2 separate regions of the Triticum aestivum genome follow, and region 1 is linked to region 2. The links are chromatin contacts, called in public Hi-C maps. All regions are on one chromosome and are shown on one strand. The core of a region is the stretch at or near the end of the contact, and the rest is flanking DNA. Distances in the headings are between cores, read along the strand shown. Region 1 has its middle 30 kb from the start of LOC123141746. Region 2 holds the start of LOC123145385 (homeobox-leucine zipper protein HOX16).

Region 1 (5,859 bases), core at 2,531-5,030, 160 kb before region 2:
TAAGGGGCTTGCCCTTAGGCTCCACCTTCTTCCACTCGTGAAATTCCAGAATGCATTTAGTGCCAGAAACTCTGCACAACCCAAAGCTCAGCAATCTCTGCAAATCATCCACAGTTGGGAAGTCAACCCTGAACACATTGTCCTCAATCTGGACAAGTTCCCACTGAAAGTCACCTGGAGCCAGTTCCTGAAGTCTCTGCACAATCTGAGCCTCAGAAACCTCTCCCTGGGTAGCTTTCACAACTCCAGTGGTCAAACTCTGCGTCTCCACCGGAATCTCTCTCGCAGCCGGGGACTCAAAGAACATCAACTCAGCACAATATACTCCATACATTGTAAGAGCCGGAACCTGATCACGCAGAAGCGGGCAATCCCCCTGTGGCATGTGCTGGCTTACCACACGAATCGCACAACTCCGCCACGCACTCAGCAATGAAGTGACCCTTCTCACCACATCGATAGCATAACATCTTCTCCTTCTTACGCGCCCACTTGGACGCTCTCTCTGAATCAGTCCTGTCGCCTGCCTCAGCTGAAACACCAGTCCCAGGAACCTCCGCGTTGGCCAGTGCCGTCACGACCTCCATCGCCGGGCTAGGCAGTTCAGTTGACTGAACGGGATCGGCTGCTACAACAGAAGCCTCATGGTCAACAACGGCCGGTGGCGGAGGCTGTCTGCGGTACCGACCACGACCACCACGGTGACCACGGTAGCCACCTCTCTGCCGATAGTCTGGGCCTGAAGCTCCCTCGACAAAACCACCCGGAGGGCCGAGAAGGAGAAGATGTGTCCACTTGAGGCGCCATATAGGAGCACTCCAAGACAAAAGTAGGCCACTTGGACGCTCACCCGATAGTCTGGGCCTGAAGCACAATATATGGCACCTTTGGCCAAATTCTGCTTAGCCTAACCTTACGACCTTCTCAAATAGGTTGGCATATGACGCGACAACTATGTCTCACCTATTGCGAGACATATTCTTTTCTCGCCTCTCGTGCTTCTGCCGGTGGGCTGACCCAATAACATGCATTGGTGCCATTTTCAGAAGTTTCCTGGTAGCAGTTTTAGGAAACTTATATGGACCGGTATGGCCGGTTTTAGAAGATTTCATTGTTTCTTTCCTTTCCTTTTGTTTTATTTATTTATTTTTCCTGTTCCTGTTTTAGTGTTTTTTCAATTTTTGAATGATTGTCAACTTTTTCGAATATACATTGAACGGTTGTCCTATGCAAGTTGAACATTTTTCAGATACACATTAGACAATTTTTGCAGTACGAGCATTTACCCGCAATACACGTCAAGCATTACAAAATGCACCTTGAATATTATTTTTTTAATATGCAATGAAATTTTTCCGAAAAAATATGAATATTATTGAAATATGTCATGAATAGCTTTTTGAATCAGGCAACATTTTTAGAGTGATAGAAACATTTTAAATGGATTGAATTTTTTTATTACTTGAACAACAAGCCAACAGGTCAACACATTTAGTCAATAGTTAGCTCAAACATCTACACTACAAACAACAGTGACTTTTATTCGCGGTCATATGAAGTTACTTGAGCGAGCCACCTGTTTGCCATGGTGGACCGGCCCAGCGTGAGCGCCGGTTTCTCTAAGTGGTGCTTGAGGCGCCACATAGGAGCCTTCCGAGGCAAAGCGCCCCCCATTCAATCCGTGCGTGGACCAAGTTCAAATGGAAGCTCATTCTTGTTATTTTGGCTAACCCAAATATAACCTCTCTGGACTAGCACCTTGGCCAACTTCTGCCTCAGCCTACAATATTTTCAAATAGGCTAGCATCTAGCGCGAGAGCTATGTCTGGCCTATTGCGAGATATATTCTTTTCTCACCTCTCGCGCTTCCGCAAGTGGGCCGACCCAATAACGTGCATTCGTGCCGTTTTCAGAAGCTTCCTAGGAGCGGTTTTAGGAAGCTTCTATAAACCGGTACGGGTAGTTTTAGAAGATTTCCTTATTTATTTCTTTTGTTTTATTTATTTATTTATTTTTCTTGTTCCTTTTTTAGTTATATTCTTCTGTTTTTGAATGCTTGTCAACTTTTTTTCGAATATACGTTGAATGGCTGGCGTATGCAAGTTGAAATTTTTTCAAATATACACTAGACAATTTTTACACTATGAGTATTTATCCAAAATACACGTTAAGCATTACAAAATGCACCTTGAATATATATTTTTAAATGCAGTGCCTTTTTTCAAAAATTTCATGAATATTTTAAAAATATTTCATGAACAGATTTTTAAATGTGGCAACAATTTTATAATGGTACAAACATTTTTTAATGGATTGAAAAAATTAAATTACTTGAACAAAAATATACATTTCATGTTTTTTAATATGCGGCGAACTTTGCTAAAATTGAAGCAAAGTGATTTATGAAATAAACATAATCCTAAAATATTTTTGGCAAACATACGGAAAAACTGGTGAACGTGGGCCGACTCGCTGTGGCGGCTTTTTGAGCGCTAGACATTTCTCGATCTGGCAATAGGCAAGACCTATGGATTGTTTGGTTCTATGCCTAGGAGTGCCACACTTTGCCATATAATGTTGCCAAACTTGCCTAAGGTTAGTTCTTCAAAATAAGAGCCACAAATTGGCAAGTCTAAGAGAATCTTGCCACATTTTTTGAGTGTATGTGATGTGAGACCCTAATGCGGCTTGCCTAAAATATGGTTTGAACCAAACACACACACCTAAGTTGGTCAAACTTGCCTAACCTTAGGTGTGGCAACATTTGGCAAAGTTTTAGTCTCAAACCAAACAACCCGCTAGACTCTCCTGGCATATTGTATTCCTGTCCTTCTGAGTATTAATGTGATGTGTGCTCCACTAAGCATACAAGTTTCTAATTTAAAAAAAAACACTAGTTTCCCTCAACAACAAAAAATTTGAAAGGACAAGTAGGAATGAGTTGGTGTAACTTTCGTTTTTATCCGAGTCCTTTTATTGTTTTTTTTTTGCACGATGTTTATCACAAGAAATTTTTGTTTGTATCATTTTTATTGATATTTTTTAATTATAAACAATTTATATAGATGTATTCTAAATAGTTGCAAATTTTCATCTGGATACTTCAACATGTGAGCTACGTACATACTAAGACAAATTTGTGGTTTTGTGACAGCAAACAGTGCATGTATTGTTTGGCATTCTTAGACTCGCATGTTTATATTTATATGTAATCTACACATATAGAAAGGCATCACCTTTTCAAAAAGTATAAAAAGGCATCATATATCACATCCATGTACTGTTGGTGCCTCCAGCTGGAGGATTGTTGGCGATAGGAGTCGTCGAGATGAACATGTCTAAACCACCGTAGCTACATGAGTCACATTGATGGTTGATCGCGTAGGGAGTGGCAATACTGGAGAGAGGAAATATTCCAGGACTGCTCTCCAGGGTAACCAAATTGTTCAGCCGTACCGAACCGTCATACGCCAGTTCGGACGTTAGCAGTGGCGGTAGCAGACTAGCAGCAGGAGAGAACAGTGAGTGAAGTTGCTGGAGACAAACCACGCGTGCAGTGGTGGACGATCGAACCCGGGCACTGAAACTCAGAAGGGAGGGAGGGAGGGACGGTCCCTACGCGGAGTACGTGCGGGCGTCGGATGGGGGGACACGGAACATGGCCGAAGCAGCAGGAGGGGTTGTGTGCGTGGAAAGCGCCGATCGACCAGTAGCAGATGCGCCCGGTGCCTACTGGTCCACTCGCTCGCTCGCACCCGCACCCCCCACCCTACGCTCCGATCCGAGCCGAGCCCCCACCATCTGCTCCTGTTCCTCCGCCCCATGGCGCTGCGTGTCGTGTCGCCTCCTCCTCGTCACCCGATTCGCCGTCCACGCCGCGAACCACCATGTAGTGCTGGTACAACCGCGACTCCGCGAGCCCGCACCTACCAGGCCAGTGAGAGTTTGAGAGGGCGCAGCAGGCGAGAAGCAAGCAAGTTCTTGTTCCCTTGTCACTCCGGTCGCCTCGTCTCATCATATCCCCTCCTCTATCCGGCCTCTCTCCTTTCGTCCCGTCCCGTCCCATCCCATACAAAACGTCACGTAATTAAGAGATCGCTTATCACCTCCCACTCCAAATCGATCGACGTCCGTCTCAGCCGCGCCTCAACCTTTCACCCGCCGCCTGTCTGTATTTCCAGTCACCCTCAGAAATGAATTCCATTTCCTTTCCCTTCCCTTCCCTTCTTCCAGCGACACGACACGACCGATCGCAACCGCGGAAGATGCTTTGGGAATGTGAGGCCAATCTCAATCCCCAGACTAGATTTTGCTTCCAAAGCGATGAGCACAGAAGATTAGCACAAATAGAGCAGCAGCACGACCGACCCGGTGTATGGCACACATTGACACGCCATTACTAGCGCTAGCTTTCGTAGCACCTATAATCCTTCCTGCATGCGACGTCGCCGTCGCCGTCGCCGTCGAGGAGGAGAGCAGGGGTGGAATATTTGGCTATGCTTTGTCTAAACGTGGGTGGGGGCTGCAAAGGACAAAAGGTGCTCCCGCGTCCAATCAGGGCCACGCTAGCGGGAAATGCTCTTGTCATAACCCTGTTAGACCTGGGCAATTAACTACTCCTGGTGAGGACACTAGTTTATCTATGGGATAATCCAGTCAAGCGCTAGCAACAATTCAACAGATGCAAAAAATTAGGCTTCTACATGCACTTTGTTATCATAAGATGAGGATAGTGTCCTTGAAAAAAAATCATAAGATGAGGATAAATATATATATACGTATACTTTTTACAACTTAGAGAGCAACTCATGTTTGTGTGTGTGCACTCCTGATTAAGTACCGCCAGGTTAAGGTGACTTTGTTATTCTTGGGAAAGTCATAGTGAAAGGTGGGTGAAGACGTGAAAGTGATACATCACCACAGATTAGAAACAGTGAAAAGCAGCATGGGACAGGGACTGGGAGAAAAGGCTAGATTTTTTTCCTTCTTCTTCTCTTGAGTGGATGACATTGTGACAAAATAGGCTTCTTCCCTACGAGAATATTGAGGCAATATACCGATCGACGTACTGTTCATCAATCTTTAAATCTTGTTGCCCCCCACTTTCATTAATTAATTTCCAAGGAAAAAGAATACTTATCCACATTGTACTGATTTTAGATTTACTAATTAGTAATCTATGAAATGGATGGTGATTTGACAAGTGATCGATATACTCCTTTATATCATCGCAACAGAATTATACTCCCATAATCTTCATGGGGATCAATGTCAACATGTTTGAAGACCGTAATGGAGCATTTTGCGAGTACCAGGACAACCACGTTACAAGCCAGCGAGTACAAGGACTAAACGTGAAATTTACTCGACTATATACCTCATATTAAGTCCACTTCATCATCCAAATGTCTGACTGAAGGGCATTGTTGAATGTTATGCAAGCGTGACAGACTCAAGTGTGGCAGGTTTGCGTCAATAAGGCCATACAACCAGATCCACAGGGCCAATTGTGTTTACATTGACTTTATACATTTTTCATAACAATTGCGAAAATGTGTGTTTCTTGTTCAACCTTCCTATTTGTGCCGACGCAACTAGGAAGAAGACACGAAAGAAAGTTAAATTGCACATATCCCCTGAAAAAACAAATTAAATTGCATATATCTCGCCCTAAGCCGGCGATAGCTATTCTAAGTAATGTAGTCTAGCTTTTTGTGTATGCGCACCGACGATGTAGTGACCACACACGCGCGCGCGCACACACACACACGCACGCACACACATCTCATGAGGACTAAAGACAGGGAGCTTCATGATTAACAAAGTCACCATAAATGTATCACATAGACATGAGTGTCT
Region 2 (5,913 bases), core at 649-3,148:
TTATGGCATAGATGGTTGAAAACTTGTACTAATACATAATTGAACTGATTACTCCCCCCTTCCACTTATATACTTATATAGGGCCTAATACGTTTTTTAAGGTTATCTTTGACCACAGGTTAGCACAATGATACATGACATGCATGAGTAGGATATATGTACCTAAAAAAAGGGTATGTAGCTCAATTGCAAAGAGAGTTGGTAGAGTTTCTAGCTCTGTTTATGCTGTTGCCGAGCTAGATTTAACCTAGTTCATGTCTTTACAGTTTGGATAATGGAAGTTGTACAAGTTAAGAGCATCTTCAGCTACGTACCTCTAATTCGACCCCTCAAAAGCCCGTGGATGCGTCCGGTCAGTGACCGGTCATGTCTGTTTTGAACCCCTATTTATCCGGCCACACTCCTCATTTTCTTCCCCATATGTCCTGTCATGTGCATGTGATTGGTTGAGATGAAGAGAGAGAAAGAAAAGAATGAATAAAGAAAGAGAAGAGATGGTCCAGGTGGGGACGCGTCCTATGTGGCGGACTGACCGGGCACGTCCGCGAGCCCTCATATCCTCCCCATATTTCAGATGGATATGAGGGTTCGCGGACAGCCCGGGCGTATAGGGATGATATGAGGAGTCCGGTTGGGTCAACTTTTTGCTACTTTTTGCATCTCTCTCCTGTCTGGTCAGTGGTACCCGCGCCCGCCCGGTCAATTTGAGAAGTCCGACTGTAGATGCTCTAAGGGGGGAAACACCCTGAAGTGCAGACCAAGGCTCAAATAGCTAATTGTTTTGGAATTGTAGTTGAATACGTAACAGGCTTTGCTCTGTGGTTCTTCGACGACAAGGAACATGTGTTTGGTTTCTTGAGCAACTACTACATTGCCCATCATCAAAGTAAGGGAAAGGGGGTGACCCAGGTTCGAATAACATATATGTCGTGTTAGGATCTGACGAAACGCTTTAATGAGAAGAGAATCGACATTGACGCCACCAAAATTGATACTACTAGATCCATATAGAAGTTAGAGCATGTCGTTCAAATCTTAAATAACTAAAAAATGAGAGAGAAAGAGAGAGATTTTGTAATTAAGGTACTTATTTAGCTAAACATAATTGATAGATAGTCCCAACAATGAAAAAAAATAGATTGAATGCACAAGCTACACAAACCTTAGACTCTAGCAATGGGGTGAATACCGATAATGCTAGACCTACGAACCCGCTACAAACTCCCTACGTAAACTTCCAATCTACTCTTCTCGCCCCCCCCCCCCCCCCCCCCTAATTTCAGTGGGTGGGCCATGTCGCTCCTCCCCGGTCCAATAATACTGATCCACGTTGCTGCTTACGTAAAACACGTAACAAAAATTACGTAGGTCTAACATTACCCGGATGAATACGACCTCATGCTGGTATATTCAACATATTTATCCCTAATCTTCACCACACGAAAATTTGATTCGCTGGCATGCCTCTATTGGTGACTGTGGGTGCCCATATACTTGCGTACGCACGAGCGTGTGTCTTTTTTATTATCACAAGAATAAACTCAACACATGAGAAAAAAACATGGTTCCATCCACAAAAGATCTTGATAGCATAGAGAGCCTTCTCCAACCTCCACACCATGTAAGGTCTTTTCCGGAAGGGAAAAAGAGCACACTGTAAGTTCTAGGTTTCGACATGAAAAGAGAAAAACACCTTGTAATTCCTATAACTAGGAGCACACTTTTTTTACCTTTGAGAGCAAAAGATCACATCAGAATATCAAGATCAGACACCCGGCGTCCAGCTCCGTTGGTTCCGTCTCGATCCTCCGCCAATTCGTCCCACCCACCGCTGCCACCAAGGGACAAACTCGTCAATCCACACCGCCCCGGCGCCTATAAGAAGCCTCCTCCCCATTTCTTCAAACTTTAGCCGATCAGTATCCTCCACAAGAAAAAAAATACTATAAGCGCAATAGAAAAATAGTGATCCCTCAATAAGAAAATCAAGAAAAGATTTCCTTTTCTTCTTGGGCTCCCTTCCACCACCAACCTCTTCTCCGGCCGGCCGAGTTGTCCCGCTCCGGCTGCGTCTTCTCCGGCGAGAGGTGTAGCTAGGTTGCCTGCTCTTCCTTTGAGCGGTCTCCTCCCGGCAGGGCTGAGGAGATCTCTCGGGACCTCGGGACTGGGGCGTGTATGATGGGGATTTCGCTTATGCCGATGAAGACGCCCACGCGGCTTCTGTGGAGCACCAGCTTCTTCCGCCACAAGCTCGCCGCCATGATCGCCTCCTCGTCCTGCTTCTTATAAGAGCCCCTCCGCCGCGCAGCAGCTGTATATATACGTCTTTTTCATTTGATTCCGCCCCCCGTTCGATCGACAACCAACCAAGGCAACTTCTTGAAGCTTTCTCTGCGATGGAGCCCGGCCGGCTCATCTTCAACACGTCGGGCTCCGGCAACGGACAGATGCTCTTCATGGACTGCGGCGCCGGCGGCATCGCCGGCGCGGCCGGCATGTTCCATCGAGGTATTATATTCTCATCCACTACTAGTTTTCTCGATCCCGGTTGTTTGGTTCGTTAGTAGGTCTCGCCTTCTTGATTGTGTGGAGAGTGGAGAGTGATTGGTGTACTGATTGGGGTTGCCATGTTTGAGTGATGAAGGGGTGAGACCGGTCCTCGGCGGCATGGAAGAAGGGCGCGGCGTGAAGCGGCCCTTCTTCACCTCGCCGGATGACATGCTCGAGGAGGAGTACTACGACGAGCAGCTCCCGGAGAAGAAGCGGCGCCTCACCCCGGAGCAGGTGACAATTCGCTGCTACAGTGGTGAAGATGATGCTCTGTTCATCCGAATTAATTCTGATGGTGCATGCGCGCCACGCGTACGTGTATAGGTCCACCTGCTGGAGAGGAGCTTCGAGGAGGAGAATAAGCTGGAGCCGGAGAGGAAGACGGAGCTGGCCCGCAAGCTCGGGCTGCAGCCACGCCAGGTGGCCGTCTGGTTCCAGAACCGCCGCGCCCGGTGGAAGACAAAGACGCTGGAGCGCGACTTCGACCGCCTCAAGGCGTCCTTCGACGCCCTCCGGGCCGACCACGACGCCCTCCTCCAGGACAACCACCGGCTCCGGTCACAGGTAAATAATCGAAGTCAACAACCACGCTTCATCACCGGCCGGGCACCGGGGCTTCCGCCGCTGAGTTTGATTTGGGAGATCCATCCATCTTTGTGCCGTCAGGTGGTAACGTTGACCGAGAAGATGCAAGATAAGGAGGCGCCGGAAGGCAGCTTCGGTGCAGCCGTCGACGCCTTGGAGCCGGAGCAGGCGGCGGCGGAGGCGAAGGCTTCCTTGGCCAACGCCGAGGAACATGCCGCGGCAGCGGAGGCGTTCGAGGTGGTGCAGCAGCAGCTGCATGTGAAGGACGAGGAGAGGCTGAGCCCGGGGAGCGGCGGGAGCGCGGTGCTGGACGCGAGGGACGCGCTGCTCGGGAGCGGATGCGGTCTCGCCGGCGTGGTGGACAGCAGCGTGGACTCGTACTGCTTCCCGGGGGGCGCCGGCGGCGACGAGTACCACGAGTGCGTGATGGGCCCCGTGGCGGGCGGCATCCAGTCGGAGGAGGACGACGGCGCGGGCAGCGACGAGGGCTGCAGCTACTACCCCGACGACGCCGCCGTCTTCTTCGCCGCCGCGCAAGGGCACGGCCACCATCACACGGACGACGACGATCAGCAGGACGACGGCCAGATCAGCTACTGGATGTGGAACTAGGCTCGCGCACGCATCAAGAAGCGTGCGTGCGTGCGCCGTGGAATCGATCAATTTCGGAGTATATCAGTAAAAGAAATCGTGGCGTTTTGTTTTCTCTCCTTGTATGCTTCCCGCTGTAATCTTGGGTCACTACGATCGACCAAGTTGTATGCATATGCATTGTACTACGAGTTAGGGTAATACATCGGTGGTAAAATCTGTCGTGATGTACGGGAAATAAGTGAACGGAGTCAGAGCCTCATTCTTATGGCACAGTACATCATGTCAAATGAGATTTTTAATCATCTACTGCTAATGTCGTGTGAGTTTTGCAAGATCAAAAGCTGGCCCCGTTCTCAACTACTGTACGTGCGCTCATGGTTTTTTTTTTTGGCCTCTCCAAAAATATGAAAAGGCCATAGATGCAAGGAATAGTACTATGGAAAGGTTCTATACCATTTCCCACGTTCATAAATTATGTCATATTTTTCGGACCTTTGGAATAAAGAAACCACCCTCCAAACCTTGGCACTGTTTTCTAAGTAGCTTTTCCATTTTCGAAGTCCAGAAAATGTTGAAAACAATTGTGTTTATGGAGAATTGTGAACCTTGGGGCAAACAAGCAGCTCCTCCTCCGCGTCGTCTCCCGCGAGGCGCCCCGGAGGCCCCCTATCCCTCGCCGCCGCCGCCCCCTCCTCCTCCCTCGCCGTCGCCCGTGGCGGCGCGGGCTGCAGGTGATCGCCTCTGCCATGGCTGTGGCAGGTCGTGGTGGCATCGTGGCAGTAGGTGGTCGTGGTGCGCGCCTGAGGTTGGAGACGGCGGCCGCGGCGGCTCCTCCTGATTTGACCTCGCGGCGGCGCGGGCTGCGACGACTTGGGCTGCGGGGGCTGCCCTGACCGGGCCCCCCTCGGCTAGTCGGGGTGGCGGCGCAGTGACGGTGGATGCGCGGGTGCGTGCAAGGCGGCTCCGACGCTTTGAGCTCGCTGGGCGGCGCGGGTTGGGCAGTGGCTCGGTGGCTGCTGCCTCGGCCATGGATGGTTCCATGGCAGCTGGGCAGGTCGACTGCGGCGGCGGCTGGCATGGCCCGACGTCGGCTCGTTCGTAGGGGACTTGTGACAGCCTTTGCTCTCTCTCCTCGTCGTTCGGGCACTACTTCTGTCGAAGGGTTGTTCTTCTCCCAGCGGTGGTCCATCGCTCGTCTCGCGCCCGGTGCGGCAGGACTGACCTCGTCTTGCGCATGGTGTAGCAGGACCGAGCTCGTCTCGCGCACAGTGCAGCAGGATCGACCTCGTCTCGCATTCGATGCCGCTGGACAGAGCTTATCTCGCGCCCGGTGCTGCAGGACGGGTCGATGGAGGCCTGATTTGGCCGGCCTTTTGGGTTTCGGCGCTGGGGGCCGCTCAGGGGTGTGAAAGGCAGGTCCTTTCCTCCCGTCTCTTTGGTTGGGGTAGCGGCGGATCTCGGGTGAGGTGGTGTCAACGTCTTGGATGCCGGGGCGGCGGCCCTGGTGGTGGTAGCACGGTGCTCATGGGCAGAGGCCGTGGCTTGGTGCTGCCCGGTGGCCATGGACGTGTGTGCGGCGTGGTAGCCGGGGTGTGGGGTTCGGTGGCGGTGAGTATTGGCCGGGGTGAAAATATGTTCTATCTTCGGACGGACCGGCCGCGGCGAAGCTCGCTCCCTTCTTGAAGGCGTCGCCGCGGCTCTCATTGTCCGTCGTGCTGCTCCAGAGGAAACTCTGATCCTCAGATTGGGCGGTGGCGGCGCTCCGGTTTCGTATCCTTCCTGAAGGCACCGCCTTGGAGCACACGGTTTGTCGTATGCGGCTTCATTTCTTCGCGGTGACGTGTTCCCGGTTGAGCCCCCAGTTGCTCTTGTAGTGCTAGGGATGGTGTTGCTGCGATCAGCATCTATATATCTTGCCTTGGGTGTGTGCGTGTGTTGTTGTGGCGTGCGTTTGTACCGGGTTGTTGTGGATCATTGCTTTATATATAAAGCGGGGTGAAAGCCTTTTTCGGTAATTGTGAACCTTGCAAATTCAACAAAATAACATGGACGGTAAGCCGGTAACCTATTTCAAAGCCTATTAACAAAAGAAAATACTATTGAAACTTGGATATATGGTTGTTGTTGACCGGTTTTTGAAATTTTTAGGTTTAATATGGACAATGAAATAATTCAAGGTTCAAA

What was found. A called contact is a pair of places that touch in the nucleus more often than the background predicts.
Region 1: a Hi-C map of leaf shows a contact between it and region 2, with 2.9 times the contacts expected there. The contact joins the enhancer-like site here to the promoter of LOC123145385 in region 2. A contact is called at or near these places in 2 of 5 Hi-C or Micro-C datasets (leaf and root) and 1 of 1 datasets of contacts at active chromatin or transcription factors (leaf).

The regions. Positions count from the first base shown.
Region 1 is chr6D:402,369,117-402,374,975 of IWGSC CS RefSeq v2.1, reverse strand. No RefSeq gene overlaps it. Among protein-coding and RNA genes, the nearest start is that of LOC123141746, 30 kb to the left of the region's middle. Within about 2 kb of position 3,780, at least 7 of the 8 cell types and tissues checked have an H3K27ac peak or open chromatin away from gene starts, as enhancers often do. A contact at or near this core is called in leaf and root, where this site is marked.
Region 2 is chr6D:402,204,270-402,210,182 of IWGSC CS RefSeq v2.1, reverse strand. LOC123145385 (homeobox-leucine zipper protein HOX16) reads left to right here and starts at 1,898. Exons shown (of 4, transcript XM_044564787.1): 1 at 1,898-2,508; 2 at 2,645-2,784; 3 at 2,875-3,114; 4 at 3,217-4,035. The coding sequence starts at 2,397. The coding sequence ends at 3,747.